2 separate regions of the Mus musculus genome follow, and region 1 is linked to region 2. Evidence: chromatin contacts called from public promoter capture Hi-C data. All regions are on one chromosome and are shown on one strand. The core of a region is the stretch at or near the end of the contact, and the rest is flanking DNA. Distances in the headings are between cores, read along the strand shown.

Region 1 (6,994 bases), core at 3,317-5,816, about 16 Mb after region 2:
GATCTTAATATGGAGATCCTATAAGAAGAAGATCCTCATCTTACTATGGAAATCTGGTTTTCCAAGATAGGATGTTACTATGAGCTCTCCTGACTTAGCTTGAAATTTAATTGTTTTATGTGTGTATAACCCATGCCACAGCAAATATGTGAAGATCAATGGACAACTTTGCTCCCAACTTTCCCCAGTGAACCATCTCCAAGTCCTGGAAATTAACTTTTTTTTTTTTTTTTTGGTTTTGGTTTTTCGAGACAGGGTTTCTCTGTGTAGCCCTGGCTGTCCTGGAACTCACTTTGTAGACCAGGCTGGCCTTGAACTCAGAAATCCGCCTGCCCCTGCCTCCTAAATGCTGGGATTAAAGGCGTGCGCCACCACGCCCGGCTGGAAATTATTTTCTTAAACCTACACTGTCCTACCCTTCCAGAGGCTGCTTGCAGAAACCCTAACACAAGATCTCAGATTAATTACTACCTTCTCAAAAAAGTACTTTTCAACGAATGACTTTTATTTGTTTTGATATATTCTTACATATAAATATTAACATAAAAAACTAGGCACAGTGAAGGTCATTTTGGCCTTTGAAACATGCTTAAGAACCTTGAGCCAGCCCAATCTGGTGGCTAGCACCCTTTATCCCAACACCTGAGAGCTGGGGCACTGTGAGATCCAGGCCAGTACTTTCTACTGCTAGTGCAATACATAGTGAGACCCCACCTCAAGATAAAAACATTGAGGTGCCTGGATGGGAAAAGACTGATAACTTGAGTTCATTTCTCAGGACCCACCAGATGAGAAGAACTGACTCCTACAAAGATGTCTTCTGGCTTCCAAACCCACACATGTAATAAAACTGAACCACCAGAAAAGCACTGTTGGGCTCCCTATAAACGACACCTTAACATAATATTCCCTGGGAGCTGGGACTGTTGTTTGGCAGCAGAAGATTCCCTGGTATATGCTAGATCCCAGATACCACGCCCAGAACCACAGAACAAAAACCTTACTGGGATTTCACTTTGAAACAGGAAAACTTACTCAGTGTCATTTAAGAAGTGTACAGCTAATTCCTTTTTTCCTTTGAGACAGGGTCTCCTGAACCAAGGCTAATTGTGAGTTGAAGCTGGCCTTGAACTCCCCATCGTCCTGCCTGAGCCTCAGTGCTGGAGCTATAGGCCTGAGTCACTAGGCCCCATCGTTTAAGTTAATTCTTTATCTTTTTTTCTTCTTAGGATTTGGTGATTAAGGCAAGAAGGCATACTTATATACACATATATCTTTTATTAAAAATATACCAAAACATGCCAGGTGGCGGCAAACCTTTAATCCCAGAGCTTTGGGGGAAGAAGCAGGAGGATCTCTAAGTTCAAGGCCTGCCTGGTATACAAACTGAGCCAGTTCCAGGACAGCAAGGTCTACACAGAGAAATTCTGCCTATAAATCAATCAATCAATCAATCAATCAATCAAAACAAGTAAGTAATAAATAGACCCAAAACAGAAGTGATGGCCACTGGGGCTGGAGATGGCTCAGAGGTTAAGAGCACTGACTGCTCTTCCAAAGGTCCTGAGTTCAAATCCCAGCAACCACATGGTGGTTCACAACTACCTGTAATGAGATCTGATGCCCTCTTCTGGTGCAGCTGAAGACAGCTACAGTGTACTTACATATCATAAATAAAATAAAATCTTTAAAAAAAAAAAAGTGATGGCCACATTTGGGAAGCGGGGCAGCAGGACAAGTCCAAGATTAGCTTGTGCTTCACAATGAGTACTTGGGGTGGGGAGAGTGCCAACAAGGAGCAAAACACACAGCTCAGGGGTAGAGAGCATTTGCCTCAAATGTTAAGGTCTTGTGTTCAGCCCCAACAACACATACAGAGTGTGTGTGTGTGTCAGCAAACACGCCATTTCAAAAGGGCAAATACTATTTTGGTTAATTCAAGAAGCATCAAATGGGGACAAGTGCAGTGCACTAGTAGGTAGAGGCACCTGCCACCGAGTCTGACTGCCTGCGGTCTATGCTTGGGACCAAAACAGTAGGAGAGAACCCACTCTTCAAAGTTGTCCTCTACCCTTGATGAGTACTGTGGGATGTACTCACCATACCAACATAAATCCACTCACACACGATAAATGTGCTTTAAAGAGACAGAACAGGGTTATGTGGTGAAGAGTCTATAAGTATCTACAATCTAACACTGCCCTACTGTCACTTAGTGATCTGAGACAGGACTCTGAACTTGAGGCTACCCTAACTACAAGCCAACCCAACCATAATCCCACTTCCACAGAACCCAACTCCCTCTGCTGAACTCTTCAACACACGGTACTCATACATATGAACAACACACACACAAATAATAAAATAAAGTCACCAAGAATATAAAGCCAACTTCTAAGACTATAATTGTTAAGGGCCTCAAGATGGCTCAAAAGGTAAGAGCATTTGTCACACAAGCATGAGGACCTGAGATCCATCCTTTACATTTCACTAAGCGTCAAAATACTGACTCCTCATATTCTTAGACCTCTCCTCGCATGAGCTATGGCACAAGAATGCTAAACTCACTCACTCGTGTGTGTGTGTGTGTGTGTGTGTGTGTGTGTGTGTTATTCAACAAATTTTAATCTTGGGTTTAAAAAAATACTTTCAGGTATTAGTGACTAGGATCCTCCCCACTCAGCCTTTGTTTTTTCCCACTGTTTTTGTTGCTGAGACAAGGCTTTCACATGTAGCCCAGGCTGTAAAGAAATCACAATGAGCTTCATGCCCCATTCTGTACTGCTGGGATTACAAGCAGCCAGTGTCACCACACCCGGCTAAAGGTCAGATTTGTGTGTGTGTATGTGTGTGCCTCGATTCTAGACTTGCTTCCACTAAACAAACAGCCAGGACCAGGTGAAAAAGAACCAAATTCCCAAGTCAGACCCTCTGCCTGCAAAAAGAACCTTTACTAACATCCTGCCTGCCATTCAGGCCAAGGCCCTGCTTGCTATCATCAGGTCTTCCTGCCATGGGACAACCATCTGTAATGTCCTCACACAGCACTGAAAACAGGTCCCATTTCTACCTCCACCATTTTCACACATGTATACTACTTTTCCAAAGAGAGGTCAGGAGGGAAATGCTGGTATTTTCTCTAATAAGCAGTACACCCACTCAATTATTGGCTGATTGTTGTTGGGTTCCCCCCCCTCTCCATTGTAATCACAAGGGACCGAACTGCAACAAAACCGGAAAACTCAAGTACTGTTACTCGGTTTTGAATAGAGAGGAAAAAGAAGTATATAGGCCCCAAAGAAACTCGACATCTGGGGCTAGAGCTCACTGATACAAGGCCTGCCTGGATTAAATGTCCACGGAAGGTGGGACTGTAATATTTGTCGAGGTGACTTCTGGGGAACGTTTACCTCTCATGAAGCTTAATTTTCCATACAACACTTTGAAAAGCACTTCTTTTCAAAACCTACAAAGCACTCCTCCTGCAAGTAATGTCTGTGAGCACAGGTGGGTGAGCTCCCTCCCGGACCTGGTGGCATGGCCAAATGTGTTTGCTTATTAGCCTTAGGCTTAACCTAAGATCTCTCCAAGATCTGCACCAAATCAAGACCCACAAGCATTCTGCTCACTGGTGGGCATCTGCCGGTAGTTGCCGGTTGGAGGGTTGGGGGCGTTGGGACAGGCAGAACCAACACTACCAACCGCACAGGGACCTAGGTGACTTAAGTTGGGGGGCTATCGACTTGTTAGAAAGTGCGAGCGCCGGGGCGCGCGAGTGGAACAAAAAACCTGTAGCGAGAAGGGTAACACGGAAGTGCTCACTCCCGCCCGCCCGCCCCTCCCACCGCCAAGCAGCCAAAAGCGAGGGGCTTGACAACGTGCTGGGGGGCGCAGGAGGGGAGGGAGTCCCCGGAAAGCGCTACGAATCGGCAGCAACTCCAAACCCGCCCCCTGGCCCGCCCGCCCAGCGAGGAACCTAGGTAGGCCGCGGGCGCCCGCGCCCATAGCCCCCCATCCGGGAGCCCGGGAGGAAAGGGACAGTTGAGGAGCTCGTGCGCTCCGAGGAGGCTGCAGCCCTGCGCGCGCGGCGAGCCGAGGCCCTGGGATCCGAACTGCCACCTCCGCCGCCGCCATCCTCGAAGCCTCCAGGCAAGGCCTCCAGGCCGAGCCGCTCCGGAGCTGCTCACCCGCGCCCGGGCGCTCCGAATCCAGGAACGTGAGCCCCCGGTCTCCCTTCTCCAAGAGAGCAAAGCCGCCGCGAGCGGGCCGAGTCCGTCCCCTCCCGCCTTGGCTCCACGTCTCCGGCTCGCCTGCCCGAGTCCCGACGCCCCGGGAAAAGGCTTCCAGGGTCCCCAGTCCACCCCACCCCCGGTACCGCTCCCACCCGGACCCGCGTCCCGAGCTTGACACTCCCAGCCTCCGCCACCTCCAACCGCAGCCCCAGCCCGCCTCACCTCAGTCGGCTCCCGCAGCGCTGGACACAGGAAACTCCTGGGTCCTCGACTCCGGCTCTCCTCGACCCCCCTCTTCGGTTAACTCCGCTTGTTTTCTCGACAAAATGGCGCCCGAGGTCGCGCGCTCACGTCGCGGCCTTTCCCCTCCCAGTTCCCATTTCACCATTCGCTGCCCGCTTTGGCGGAGGGATGGCCCTAGCGCCCAGCCAATGGCCGCGCGCTGACCGCAACGGCGGTCCAATCGCCGATGGGTACCCGCGGATTTAAACCAATCACACACTAATCACTCGCAGAAGTCGAGGAAGAAACCAGGCTCCTGCTAGCAACCACCAATCCAGACTCCTAGTTTGCGGGGCTCAGGCCAATTGCCGCTCATCAGCCCTGGGACTGGGTCCGAGTCTGGGCGCCTGCGCACCCGGGTGTAAGCCAATGGTTAGACGTTGGGAACTTCGATTTGGGACTCGAAGACATAAGCCTTCGAGGTGTTCGACCTATGGGGACTGGCTGGTCATTGCCTCCGGGAAACAAAAAAATACGGAAGGGAGCTCGTTAATGCATTGCCACCCTGCGCACAAACTACTCTAACTTAGAGACAGGGTGATGCTCGTCTACTTTCCTTCGTCTTTCGAAATGTCACGGTCCGAGAGGCTGTGCGGGTTCCCAGCGGAAGCATTGTCCACCCCTCGGATCTCTTTAGCAAGGAGCACCAGTCATCAGAAGGCGTCAGACGCGGGGCAAAGTTGAGGTCCTTTGCATCCTGGGTTATGTAGTCGCACGCCCCGCCTATTCCTGTCGCAAAAGTAACGTGGTCTCTTCCATCACTGTCTGCGCCCTAGAGCAGCAATGCATGCTGGAGAATGTAGTCTCCCAGATGCCCACCTAATCCTGGCTCTTTTAAAGTTTGTTTTCCATTTGTCTTTTGAAGCAGGGACGCTTTGCAGAGATATAGAAACAGAAGTTCTCCTCCTGCTCTTGGCTATTCTCAAGGATGCCAATGCCTTTTGCTTCTTGGATAAAAGGCTACGTTATCCACTGTGTCCTCCTATCTTTTAGACTTTTTGTTTGAGTTTTGAAACAAGGTCTCTTTCAGTTAACCCAACTGTAGTCCAGGCTGGCCTGAAACATACTAAGAAGCATAAATTGACCTTGAGCTCCTTGCAATCTTCCAAAATACTGAGATGATAATAGACGTAACCTCTCATACCAGTACTATTTGAACTTTAAAGAGATGTGTTAAAGACTTTTATTACTTATTTTACGTGTACAGGCGTTTGCTTGCATGTAAATCTATGCACCATGCATGTACAATGTCCTCAGAGGTCAGAAGAGGATGCCCGTCCCTCTGGAAGTGAACGGTTGTGAGCCACTGGGTGGGTCCTCTGGAAAAGCAGCCAGCTCTTGTAATCTCTGTGCCATCTTTCCAACCCCTAGATGAAAAAAAAAAAGTGTCTGAGTGCTTGCCTATATATATGTTCACCTAGAGAGTGTGGACCTGGTACCCAGGAAGGCATTGGATGCCCCGGGACTGAGATGAGAGTCTCAGCAGTAAAGTTGTAAGCTGCTCTATGAGTGCTGGAAACCCACCCCTGCACCTCTGCAAAAACAGCTCCTCTCCAGCCCCCATCTTGAACTTTTTTTATCAATGTTTTATTTGTGCAATTTAGCAATATGGGGGTTGTTTCGTTTTGTGGGTTTTGTTTTCTTTTGTTGTTAAAGAAGAAGAGAGACAAAGATGAACTGAGACTGTTCTGGAGAAGGGGGAGGGGGACATACAAGTCAACTACCCAAGATCAATTCTGTAATTCTACAACCAGTTTAGTTCAAGCTTCAATTGCCCCCAAACTGAAGGTAAGCTGAAATAAAGCTGATATAAACGGGGCCTCCTAGAGGAGATTCTTAAGCTCACTGCCCATCTCTCCTCGGAGGTTATACATCACTACTAAAATCTGACAGCCATAAAAACTGAGCCAGGATTTTCACAATGCCCTAAAGGTCAAAGTCCTTTGACTGTGTATCTAGGCTGGGTGGTTCTTGTCTTTCCTAAAATGGCTGAGAAGACCTTCATAAAGGATCTAGAAGGGTCACCTTCTAACTCAGCAATTACGAATGTTTGCTTTCAAACATCCTTAAGAACAGGATGTCCTAACGAGCAGACGAGCTCACCTGGCTGATTCTCAGCCTTCTTCCCACCCTCCCTGTCCGACTTTCACAAAATATCCCGGGGCTAAAGTAAAATACAACAGAAGAACTTGGTGTTAAAAGTAAAAAAAAAAAAAAAAAATTTCTTAAAAATTTAAAAGGTTTATTTATTTTATGTATATGGAAGTGTAGCTGTCTTCAGACACACCAGAAAAGGTGCACCCAATCCCATTACAGATGGTTGTAAGCTAACATGTGGTTGCTGGGACTTGAACTCAGGACCCCTAGAAAAGCAGTCAGTGCTCTTAACTGCTGACAGTTGATGGCTCCTGGCGTATATAGAGAGTTTTATAAGTTCACTGTGCTCCAGTGAATGCCCCCTCATCCGTGAGTACGCAGGC
Region 2 (6,510 bases), core at 1,895-4,394:
TTGAGAAATAATTTATGGGTATAAAAGGAGGACACATCATATGGAGTTCCTATGTTCATTTGGAAAATTAAAGAAAAATTAGAAACAGAAAAATAATCTATTTAGTTTGGAAAACAAAATTTTACACAGCGAAGTTAGATTATAAAACAGGTGCCACTTAAAATACCACAAAAAATTCCTAGAAAGATACTTAATGTATACACAGAAAAAAAAAAAACCTCAAAAACACTAAGTCACAAAAGACCTAATCAAATAACGTATGTTATCTCAGTTTTTATAATAAAAAGTTAATATCAAAGAAATTTAATTCTCTGTAATTTATATAAACAATTAAATCTCTTGGGTAAAAATAAACTATATATACCAAAGCTCTTTTTGGAAAAAATAATCAGGAATATTAAAACAGCAAGAATGGAAAATACATGACAGATTAAAAAATTATATGAGGCCTCAATGATTAATACTGATACCATTGTATGAATATAAATCTATAAACCAAATTATATATGAACACACCCACACCAAAATCATGAATTCATTTTCTTTTATCTTTCCGAGACAGGGTTTCTCTGTGTAGCCTTGGCTGTCCTGGAACTCACTTTGTAGACCAGGCTGGCCTTGAACTCAGAAATCTGCCTGCCTCAGCCTCCCAAGTGCTGGGATTAAAGGCGTGCACCGCCACTGCCCAGCCATGAACTTATTTTCTTATCCAACCGACTATAATGACTACTACTGATGGAAAGTGGGAAATGCTTATTAGAGTTATGAGCATCATGCTACAGCCCAGGTTTTTATGTAGTAGCAATGTTGTATACATACTTACTATGTCTTAAAGACTTTTCTATATAACGCCTATAGAGAATTAAGATCAGATCAAATTTACAATCTTTATAATATTTGGTTTAGTGTATTTACATTAACTCCCTCATGTGACTAAAGGGATTAAGTTCTAACAGTGCCTTCATAGTCTAGTTTATCTCTAAATCTGAAGAAAAAGCCAAAAGCCAACACTATCCATCGGCAAAGATACTATGCTGACTTTATCTGTGACCCACAACTTACTTAGCCATTCGTATGATTAGACTTGGAGGGACAGAAGCAATCTTGCTCCTCACTGTTGTCCTACACTATTTCCTCTTCCTCCCTAAGAACACTCTTAGACCTCAAGGTTTCCATCATTTACAGACTACCAGACTACTTCATTTCAAACTGGTAAATGCTCTACTTTGTTTTGGTAGAGGTGAGCAAAGCTATAGTAATGAAAAACAAACCAAATCAACAAAAACTAAAACCTTAACTGTTGTGCTGACAAAGTCATTTCTTTAAAAACTGATACAGGTCTCCTAAGTTTAACTTAGAAATTAAATGATTTTACTTTACCTCTAAAGCTTACTTAAAACCCCAAACCAACCATGTACTCGTCAAAGAAATTGACTATTTTAGCAAACAAACTAATAAACCATGCATTCCAATACAAATAAAAAATGCTTTTCTACAAAGTACCCAGTAAATGAAAGTATTTTCAGAGAATAAATCTTTCACTATGATAAGAGCCTATAATAAGTAATATTTATAGGGAACAGAAATATACTAGAGGTGGCTAATTAAATTGATTTAAATAATAAAATAAATTATTTTACATTTAAGAAAAAGAAATATAGATTCTTTGGATAACGGTTACATAGGTAAACATAATTTGTGCAACCTCCCGATTTCCAAGAATTATGGAAATGGAGTTAGTTCCCTTCTTTCCAATAGAAAGACACCTGAAGAGGAATTATTACAGGAAAAACTTTTAGGAATACAAAAAGATCTGAAAACACTTAGAATGTTTTTCTGAAACATATTTTTGTCTTTGTTGTTTCATTTATAGAGGTGAGCTAAGCAGTGCTATGAAAAGATAAAACCTTAAATACATTTTGGTTCAAAAATATTTAAGCTTTTTGATTATAGTGAATACATTATCAACTGACAGACACAGGGTGACTACTTTCAGCATACAGGACCATAGGCTACAATACAAATGTTACTCTAACTCCGTAGTTTGTAGTCCCTTGGAAGAAAGGGCAAAGCAATAAAAGCTTTTTGACAGCTATTCCTTAGTTACCATTTTTACCATCAAAATAGAGAAAATACTTATGTAGCTCTTGAGGTTCAGAAATTCACCTTTGACCATCATTTATTTGCAACACATACTAAATACCTACAATGTATTAAGCCTAGAAAGGATATTTAAAGGCATTTTGAAGACAGCATCCCTGATGTCAAGAAGCCGAAGAGGTAATAAACAAGAGATTAAGTCACTAATGGGAAGAGGACAGGGTGCTACAAAGTGCTTCTCGGAAGTCCTAAAGACAGGCACTCAACTCGGAAACTCACTTGGTCTACTAACCGCAGTCCCAACTGAGAACACGTCGCTCTATGAGAAAGATAGAACGTTTGCCTATCATTTCCATAAAGTCTGGGACTGGACTAGGAGCACTGGACTTCATGGCGGCAAGATGCTATGAGTCAGTCCACAATTATTAAAAAAAAAAAAAAAGGATTACTTCTTACAACCAAATGCCAACATAGCCGTCTGACTGTGAGGGGAAGCTTGGGGGATCTGCTGGGTGCGGAGCGTCCTCCACAGAAGGGTTAGCTTGAGGGTGGGAGCGGGGGTGGGGGGAAGGGGCAGTGGAGGGTGGCGAGCAGAGGCTATGGCATCTGCGACCGTTCTCGTGGCAGCGGGCCGTGTCTGGAATACAGACGCCCTGAGGCCGGGATGGCCGAACGGACGCGCGCGGAACGCTCCGGCGTCCCAGATGTGCAGCTGGAGCCGGTTGCCACGCGCTACGGTCTCCGCTACTGAGGCCTAACTTACAGGCGTTCCGACTGTGTCCCTAAGAGTCTTCCCAAGGTGGCAGCCGGCCGCCTAACACCAAACCTCTCCCGCGAATTCTCGTACCTGGAGACAGCGGGCCCCTTACAGCGGGGCGTGCAGTAGCCAAAGCAGCGCTAGCCGTCAGGTCTTAGCACACAGCGTGTTCTTACCGCCACCGGCAAAGATGGCGGTGCACAGCCGCCGCCTCGCGCAAGGCATGAGGGCATAGTGCGCGTGCGCGACAGAGCGCAGAGTCGGCGCCCTGGAGGGAGTGATGACGTTGGTGACGTCATTGCGCCGCGACGCCAATGAACTGAGGGAGCCTAGAATCGTCGAGCCGCAGTGGGAGTGGCGGGGGCCTGAGAACCGGAATTGTGGCGAATCAGGTGTGTAAGACAGCGGCTCTCCCTCGGTTTAGAGAACTGTGTGCTAGCGGGCGCAGGTAGAGCCCTTCTCCCTAGTCTCGGCGGCGTTAGGCTTGCTGTCTCCTCAGGCTTTGTGGGCCTTGCTAATCCGGTAAGACGGAGGTGGTAGGCAGGATCCCAAGTCTAATTCTCAGCTCCTTCAGTATTACTGTTTAAGGCCAGGAACCCATTTCTTCCCTAGCGTTTTGTCTCATCTACTTGGCTGTTCTTTGAATTTTGTTCCCGTGTCGAGATGGGCCGCCCCTCTCCCCCTACATCTCCAATGGCATGGTATTCATGTTTTAACGGAATGTATGTCTCTGTGATTATGTAAATTATAAATTATTATTGTTTGTGCGGTGGTTATAAGGATAGTTTGGAATCCAAAGGGACGTGTCAAGGTGGTGGTCTATAGTTATGTTAGCCTTGTAGCAGAACTTTATGGAATTTATTATAAGTATAATTTACAATAGTGTAAAGTAGCCATAAAAGTCACCGAAACAATTTAACATGGTTTTCACTCTCCAAGAAGTTTTTTTTTCATACTTTTCATAGATTTACTAGGATTAACAAAAGGTAAGGAGGATGAAGGAAATATGAGTGATTATTTTGCCATTGAAATTTTACTTTATTTTTTTTTTTTGATATATTTCTGTAGACAGAGTATTGATAGCTTATTTCTTTGCCGTCAGTGAAATTAGCCAGTTTAAGCCAGATTAGAGTATATTAAATGCAGGTTTATTGGGAAGCTGATCTTAGATGGGCGAGTTCACTAGCCCCAAGGACGAAGGCCAGGGAAATCTCCATGGGGAAGCGGGGGGGGGGGGGGGGGGTAGGAAAGAGAGAAGGGGTTGAGTGCACGCAGAGAAAGAAGTGGAAAACAGGAAGAGAGACCAAAACGTCTGGTTTATATAGGGAGAAACCTCTGGGGGAAGGGCAGCCCAGCCCTTGGGCTGGAAAGTTCAAGGTTCCAGGCAGGATATCCAGATAGGGACTGAGGGATGCTGGGAGAACCTGGAAGCCAGGTCCTGCTTTGGTATTTAAAATATGCATCTCATTCCCTGGTCCCGGGTCTGAAACCAAACAGGTATCTCTGTGTAGTCCTGGAGCTCACTGTGGTCGACCAGGTTGACCTGGAACTCAGATTCTTGTGCTTCTGCAGCCTTTGCCTCCCTGAGTACTAGGATTACAGATATGTGCCACAACGCTGGGCACTGAAATTCTGTTTTTATATTTTTGCAGAAGGATTGTCATGGCATGGTAGAATGTATATTGCTTGTCTCTCTATAGAATAATTTAAAAATGACCACACCGAACAAGACACCTCCTGGTGCTGATCCTAAGCAGTTGGAGAGGACAGCAACAGTCAGGGAAATTGGGTCTCAGGCTGTTTGGTCACTCTCTTCCTGCAAACCAGGTAAGCAAAACAAAACCCCAGACTATGATAATCATTATTTACAATCAATCTTCTCTTCTCTTCTCTTCTCTTCTCTTCTCTTCTCTTCTCTTCTCTGAGACATGGTTTCTCTGTGTAGCCCTGGCTATCCTGGAACTTGCTCTGTATACCAGGTTGGCCTTAAATTCAGAACCTCTGCCTCTCGAGTGCCGGGATTAAAGGATAGCCTACTTAGAGTTTTCTTCTGCACTAGACTACCTTTAATGTACTTTTTGTGCAGATACTTCAATTTTAATGAACTGAGTTTTCATTTATTGCATATTTTTATCCAGCTACATTACTAATATCAATAAGATGTCTAGTATTTAGTATTAGATTTAACTTTTTCATAAGATCCTCTCCCATCTCTGGTATTATGTAGTTGTTATTTAATACACATTTGGTGCTTGCTGTCCTTTCTGGAAGCATCTAAGAGTTTTCTTGGAGTCTATGTCTTTTGCTAGGATGTGTCATGGTAGGTTATATGTGTAGTTTTTTCCCATTTACCTAACCTATAATTTGATAGGCATTTTTTTGTAATAATTTTAAAAAGATTAGTGTAAAATTAATTTCAAAGCAGCAACTGAAATATTAAAATGGCAAATTTTGAGACCTCAAACATGAGAAACACATGAGTACAATGTAGGAGAACCTGAAAAGCAAACTGTACTTAAGCCTATAAACATTCAGACTGTGTGAAATGCTACCATTGTAGAGTCCTGATGACAACAGGGTCACAGTAGCAGCAGGCAGGTGTGACGCTGCCTTTGGCCAAAGTACCATTCTAGCTATATTAGGTCATCCAGTCTTTACAGCAGCCTTAGCAAAGGCTAAGCTGCCCCCCACCTCCACTGCCCCAGTTAACTTTGCAAAGTTTTTTTTTATTATTTAAAAAATTGTTTAAATTTTAATATATTTTGATCATATTCTTCCCTTCTCCCAATTCCTAACCTTTCCTCTCCCCCAGTTCCCATCCAACTTCTTTCTCAAAATAAACAAAAAAACTATACAACAAAACCTTCTCAAAACCAAAAACCTAAAATAAAATCATACACACACAAGCACGCACTCATGAATGCAAGCTCACACACACTCCTACTCTTGCAAATTGTAACCAATTAAACATGAGGCCTATCCTGGAGTGGTTGATATACTCAGTGTGGCTCTATTGGAGAAAACCGATTTCACCTCCTAGTAGGTATACGTGACAGTTCAGTTGTTAACTTTACCTAGTGGCTAGATTTTCATTTACTCATTCATTTTTTTTGTTTGTTTAAGAAATCCATAACAGCCGGGCAGTGGTGGCGCATGCCTTTAATCCCAGCACTTGGAAGGCAGGGGGATTTCTGAGTTCAAGGCCAGCCTGGTCTACAAAGTGAGTTCCAGAACAGCCAGGGCTATACAGAGAAACCTGTCTCGAAAAAACCAACCAAACAAACAAACAAACAAAAAAAAAAAAAAGAAAGAAAAAGAAAGAAAGAAATCTATAACAAAATATACTAAGATAAAGCAAAAACTGTTATATTGAAATTGGACAAGCCAAGCCAATAGAAGGAAAAGAACCCATAAGAAGGCCCAAGAATCAGAGATCCACTTGTTCACATACTTAGGAGTGCCATACAAACACTAAACTGCAAGCCATAGTACAAGCACAGAGGACCTGATGCAGGCCTGTGCAGGTGTTGTGTGCACTGCTTTAGTCTTAGCTCATAGGAGCTGTGCTTATGTTGATTTAGAGGGGCCTGGTGTTTTTGATGTCCTCCATACCCTCTGGCTCTTAACTCGTTCTGCCTCTTCTTTCATGGAGC

The links. Promoter capture Hi-C pulls out the DNA fragments that hold promoters and counts their contacts.
Region 1: a promoter capture Hi-C map of pre-B cells shows a contact between it and region 2, with 4 times the contacts expected there. The contact joins the promoter of Cnot1 here to the promoter of Abce1 in region 2. A contact is called at or near these places in 4 of 39 promoter capture datasets (cranial neural crest, liver, pre-B cells and 1 more).

What each region holds. Positions count from the first base shown.
Region 1 is chr8:95,802,879-95,809,872 of GRCm38.p6, forward strand. It overlaps Cnot1 (CCR4-NOT transcription complex, subunit 1), which reads right to left and starts at 4,567. Exons shown (of 49, transcript NM_001372353.1): 1 at 4,455-4,567. It overlaps 4930513N10Rik (RIKEN cDNA 4930513N10 gene), which reads left to right and starts at 3,952. Exons shown (of 4, transcript NR_015574.3): 1 at 3,952-6,302.
Region 2 is chr8:79,708,596-79,715,105 of GRCm38.p6, forward strand. It overlaps Abce1 (ATP-binding cassette, sub-family E (OABP), member 1), which reads right to left and starts at 3,145. Exons shown (of 18, transcript NM_015751.2): 1 at 2,948-3,145. It overlaps Anapc10 (anaphase promoting complex subunit 10), which reads left to right and starts at 3,168. Exons shown (of 5, transcript NM_001357234.1): 1 at 3,168-3,249; 2 at 4,558-4,684. The coding sequence starts at 4,570.